2 separate regions of the Zea mays genome follow, and region 1 is linked to region 2. The links are chromatin contacts, called in public Hi-C maps. All regions are on one chromosome and are shown on one strand. Each heading gives the region's core, a stretch centred on a gene start, on an enhancer-like site or on the middle of the called end of the contact. The rest is flanking DNA. Distances are from core to core; before and after follow the strand shown.

Region 1 (2,854 bases), core at 104-2,603, 890 kb after region 2:
TATGGGAAAAACAGACCCTGGATTTTTCAATTAGGATGTGTTATTTGTTTGGTAAACTAGAGCAGATATATACCCCAATATAGTTGCATTTCATTTACCGAAAGTACATCTGAATGCTGGATCATAGCAAATGCAGTTGCATTTATTTTTCTTTTTTCTTCACCAGTCGCAATGTGGCAATCTCTATATCGTTCAGTAAGGGTAAATTGGAACATATATATACCCAATATACAATTGCACTGCTATGTTTAAATGAAGAAATTCTTGATCATAACAAATTTGGTTGCATGTTTTTTATTTTTTTCCTCATCAATTCACAATATGGTTCAAAAAACATTAGAGAATAGGTAACTATTGCATGATCCCTTTTGTATAGACCCAAAACTGACTTGTTCCATTCCAGGAAGTCCAAGGCTATTAGGCTGAAACCAATCGTAAGTGGAGCTGTCGTCCAGGAACTTGAAATCATGGACATTGCACCGTTGGGCATTCAAGTTAATATAAGCATCTGAAAACCGTTTGGAGAATTTTCTTTGTTTATTCCCTCTTGCACTAATATACCTTGGAGCGATTTGATAGGGGGGCCTAAGTTGTTTTTTGTTCAGTCTGAGAAGGGTTTAATGGGCCACAGAAAGTTTGGGCTGGAAACAAACACATAATGCCAGATGAAACAACTTTTGATCTGGACTCGCATCAAATAGCTGAGACACCCTCCTTCCATGCCTGCTTCCATGCCTGCGTAGATGAAGCTTCCACATGAGCAAACATCTACCCAAGTGAACATTTATAATTTCATGTTTTCATTTGCTGGTAACTTTTGCTTAGGATTTAAGTGGTTTTTTCTTAGGTATTTCTGTCTGCAAAAGTGCCCATTGCACTGTTGAACATTCTAGATTGGAAGTGTCACCCATTTGTATGAGTGCAGACATGAGGTGCCTAGGCCGTTTCTTTATATGTGTGTGATGGCATGCTATGACGGACTTTATGCTACTTGTTTATGTATTAGCGTACTAAACTTGATATGGTGACCTTGATGTAAACCATTTTATGCTATCGGATAAACCATTTGGTAGCAATGAATGAAGTCACATCGAAACTATGGAGAAACAATAATTCTATGAGCCGAGATACCATATCATCATTTCTTATGTGTTTTTAGCATTTATATTATATGACACTTTCATGACAAAGATATATAATGCTGCCCATATTTACCATCAATTGTAGTTCTATTATTTTGTACACACGAATGGTAGAGCGCCTGATAAGGCGCTTTTTTTCTAGTCCTCCTTATCTCCTACGCGCGCAGGGGCCTTATCTGTCGCTGGTGATTTATCTCCCAGTGGTCGTGCTCATCTCCAGCCCTGTTCGTCCGTACGCAGGTTCCATGGAGCATCGACGCCTCTCTGGTCTCCAGCGCGCGCGCCCCTGCGTCCCTGCTCCCTTCTCCTCCTCAAGCAGCGACCGAGCTCCTCCTCGAGTTTGCCGATGACTCCCTCATCCCCTTCCCCGACGCTGCCCTCTCCCTCTCGGTTTCCTCCTCGCCAGCGCTCCCTCACTGCTCACCGGCCACCAGGAAGGTCCGAGCTCGCCCATGCCGAGCTCCCTCGGCGTTCCTCCCATGGCGTCCCGAAGCCCCAGCTCGGCTAGGTGGGACCTCGCCTTGGCTCCTTGCTGCGCTCGCCCAGCCCGACCCCAAGCTGCAGCTCGCCTCCATGGCCGCCGGTGTTTTCCTGTCATCACGTACTCGGCCGCCAGCGCTCGTCCGAGGCTGTCGCAACGTACTGGTCTGGTGCCTTGTCCTTCAGCATGCCGGCGCCCTCGAGTCCTCAGCCTGGCGCGCTGCTCGCTTTTCATGTCCCTGTGCACGAGCTGCTCCAGTTTGCCGGCCTACCCCACCGTGAGTCTCTCCCGGCCCGGCATCAACTTCAGCTGTGCCCAGGCTGCAGTTTCTGGCACGCTCGCCTCTACATCCTAGCCACCACGGCGTCTTCTAGCTCGAACCGCGCCACCGATTCACCGTACCTCTGTCTTCAAGGTTCGGCTCACGTATGCACGTCGAAACGCGTTCGTCGCTAGGCCTTGTATCGTTAGGCTTATCGACCATGGTCGCTGCCGCGCATGCTTATCCCTGATGCATATCGCGCAGTACTTGGATCTCACCGATTGACTCCCGCCATCCCTCGTGCTTTGTGCCGGTGTTCCCTCCCAGTAGACCATGTGTCCTCACCTCTAATCGCACACCATGCACTGCCCCTGGTCTGGCTGTTCTTGCAACTGCGATGAGGACGTTCCCCGTTCACTTCGCCGTAGCGCCCGTACCTCCTCTTCCGTGCCGTCAACACTAGAGTCTCGCAATCCCTCCTTCGATCTGGCTGATCATCGATGCATTGCACATGTGTGGCAAGGTGAAGCTAGGTGAAGTAGCATGATGTTCACCAAGTGCTTGACGAAAAGCCCGAACAAAAAATCGTCGTCGCTCTGACAAATATTAAAGTGGTTGATGATATGGTGAGCTCTTTCCCTACCCTAGCTAGTTAATTTGATTGATAGATTGATTAGAATTACGGCCAATGATTATCATGTTTGTATCGCAGGCGTGTTGTGGTTATATTATGTTTGATGAAATATCTTAGTGTGTGTAGTGTTGTAGTTACCTTCGCGATTAGAAAATAAACGTGATTAGGTGAGGCGTTTTATTTAGCTTCCGGTAATGTATTAATAAGTGCTAAGGCTTTGTTTTATATTTAACTGAACCGGGGGCATCACCGTTCTGGCGATTCCAGGTAAATTGGTTCTTGGTAGGCTAAATTATTATCTATGTTAGTTGGGTCGATGAATGGTTAGGCTAGAT
Region 2 (3,122 bases), core at 80-2,579:
CGAAATAAATAATAGGAGAATTATTCTTTACTATATGTTTTAAGGCGTTTACTTCAAGGTGTATATAATTGTAAATAATTGAATGATCAGAAATATACTTGCATTAGTGCTTAGGTGTTGTGTTGTACATTTAGTCTATAATGGAACCCTAAAACTAGATTTGCTTCGGTCTTGAATTTGTAGAAATCTGAAAAATAGGAAATAGGAAAAAAGAAAAGCTCACCTGATGGGCCAAAACCAGCACCGCGGACCCAACTCAACGCCCAGTCGGCCCACTACCACCCAAATGACTGACCGCGCGGCCCACCGCTCTGCTACCGCCGCGCCACACTCACTGAGCCTCAGGGCCCACGTAAGTATAGCTCCTGCTGTCGTCTCGTGCGCACACTGCTGTCACTGGCAGGTGGGGTCGCATGGTCAGTCCTCCTTCAACCTCCCATCGCCGAATCGGTCGTGCTTCTCCTCCGTCCAAAACCACCGCCGCGGAAACCGGAACTCGCCCAACAAATTCGGCACGTTCGTTGCACCTCGACCACATTGCGCAGATAAATTGCTTGCGCCCTCCTCCACGCGTTCACCCCATCCTCCCTAGGAAGCTAGAACCACTCACCCCGTGATACTCGCACTAGAGGCGGGTCACCCTCTCCGACGTTGCGTGCCCACAACGACACTCGGGTCACGGTGGGGGTTGCAGAATCTTTGTCAGGCCGCGTGGATCGCGCCAGGGTCCTCGCCGGGCCGAGCTTGTAGTTGCTGCGCCCCAAATTTACTCACAGGAAGCGGGATTCGTTGTGGAGTCGCCCTGTGCCGCGGACTAGTGCCCTGGCGTCGCCCTAGCCCTGGTATGCCCAACTCATGCCTTATCCCTCGAATTCATACCGAGTAGCACCGATCCATGTAGGAAGAGCGTCTCTGATAGGTCGAGAATTGCTCGTCGGCGTTGCGCGTGGTAGTGGACCTGCGCCTTCCCGTGGGTACGGCGTGGTGTCGTGTTCTTCCCGATTAGCAGACTACGACCCGACTCATGGTGTACCAGCAGGAGTGTAGCGCCCTTGTGGTGTGTGCTTAGGCGTCGGGGGTGCGAGAATGGTGGTGCATGAATGGCGCCGCCGTGCGGATGAACAGGGGTGCCGCTGCGCCGGTGTTTGGATTGGGGAAGAAAGGCTCCGATCCGTTGGATCGATCACCAGCGGGCAGGATTAGAGCAACGAATAGCGTTTCAGTCCATTTAATCTGGGGCGTTCCGAGCTGATTGGATGGATAGGATTAAGTCAAACGCGCGAACGTCTCTTGTGTCGTGTATCTCTGATCCAAGGGCTCATACTGCATACCGGTTCAGTAAGGGGCTAGATCTAATCCCGTGCGTCCATCTAAGATCGGATGGCCTAGATTGGTCAATACCCCTTCGTGATTGTAACTTTACGAATGAAACCCCGCAAAAGAGAGAATTCAACCCACAGTCCACTCCGGGAGTACAATCAGTCTAGGATATTTTTCACGTTAGCCCCTGCGTGTCTGTTTAATTGAAGCGCAGTCCAGTGAATAAGAAAAACAGAGAAATTGAATTAGAAAATGAATTTTTAATATAAAAACGATTCCTAGAACTTGTTTAATTCATATTGAGTCCAAATTAATCCATTCCAGTTTCTATAATTTTGTAATATTATTGTTTATCATCTAGTGTATCTGTTTTGATATGAAAGCCACATTAAAGTTTATATCCTAATTAATCTTGTATCAAGCACATAAAAACTTTGGAAATTCATAACATAAAATCTATAACTCTAAAATTAATGATTCTTTTTTCTATGATCTTATTTTAATATGTAGATTATTAATATGTATGCTGTATACATGCTTGGTGTGATGTTAATTTTGTCTATACCATGTTTGTTTGTATTGCTACGACTAGCAGTGAGGTCACGAGAATTTGAGGATCATCCTGATACATGGAATCTCAAGTCCCAGACAAGTTGTGCCCTTGATTACTTTTATTACCCAATAGTGTTATTTAATATCACTTATTCATGTATAGGTTTAATTTTGATGGGACCCAATAGGCCACCCTAGTCTGATTATCTTTTACCTTGTTTACCCCTGAATCATTTGGGTAGTTTTGCTATTGCTTTATATGGTTTTGGGTTAATATTTCATTATATCCATGTTCCAATTATTCTATTATTTTATTTATATTCATGTCAAGATCATTATATTATGTTAATTGGAACATGGAGCTTAACTTGAAAAACATGTGTCACCATAAGGGTAGAATGGGATGCCCTTGGCTGACTAATTAGGAAAGCTAGTGGGACTACCTTACCCGAAAGGGGCAAGGGCAGTAGGGGAGTTGCATGTAGGGAGGTTCTCGGGTTGATTTTGCTGCGATGGCAGTCAGACGAGGGATTCTTGCAAGTGCTCTTCCCATAGACTGTAGCGGGTTTTCGGAAGCTAGTGGAACTTTGTAAAAGCCTCGTAGTGTTATCCTGTCTCGCTTCCTTAGTAGAGGTGTATGGGATTCATGACCCCTTGGCAAATGGATAACACGACTTGTGCGTACAGGGTACAACCTCTACAGAGTGTAAAACTGGTATACTAGTCGAGCTCACGGTCAAGAGCAGCTCAAGATTCTCGCATGATTAAATTATGAAACTAAATTCAATTTATCATTTGCATCGCATGTGATTTGTTATTAATTTTGTTCTATTATTATTATTATTATGGTTTGGTATTTACTTACATCTAGTAATTGCTAATAAAATATTGACCAACTTTAAAAGCAATGCTCAGCTTTAACCATTCTGTTTGGTAAGCCTTACACTTCACATGAGCTCCCACCTTTGGTGAGTTCATGCACATTATTCCCCACAACTTGTTGAGCGATGAATATGTGTGAGCTCACCCTTGTCTCACACCCCCCATAGGAGAAGTACAGGTCATTCAAGAGAAGCCACACAACGAGGAGTTTGACTTGATCTACGTGGCGTCTCCTAGTTGACTTTATGGCGCCAAGGATGGACTTTAGTTCGTTTTATATTTATCTTTTATTTTGTAAGAGTTCCACTATATAATAAGTACTCTGATTATATTGTGACATTATTCTCTATACACGCTGTTATTATATG

What was found. A called contact is a pair of places that touch in the nucleus more often than the background predicts.
Region 1: a Hi-C map of leaf shows a contact between it and region 2, with 3 times the contacts expected there. The contact joins two enhancer-like sites. A contact is called at or near these places in 6 of 25 Hi-C or Micro-C datasets (bundle sheath, leaf and tassel).

The regions. Positions count from the first base shown.
Region 1 is chr9:62,060,533-62,063,386 of Zm-B73-REFERENCE-NAM-5.0, forward strand. No RefSeq gene overlaps it. Among protein-coding and RNA genes, the nearest start is that of LOC103638558, 300 kb to the left of the region's middle. Within about 2 kb of position 1,354, at least 4 of the 20 cell types and tissues checked have an H3K27ac peak or open chromatin away from gene starts, as enhancers often do. A contact at or near this core is called in leaf, where this site is marked.
Region 2 is chr9:61,169,507-61,172,628 of Zm-B73-REFERENCE-NAM-5.0, forward strand. No RefSeq gene overlaps it. Among protein-coding and RNA genes, the nearest start is that of LOC103638559, 150 kb to the left of the region's middle. Within about 2 kb of position 1,330, at least 18 of the 20 cell types and tissues checked have an H3K27ac peak or open chromatin away from gene starts, as enhancers often do. A contact at or near this core is called in leaf, where this site is marked.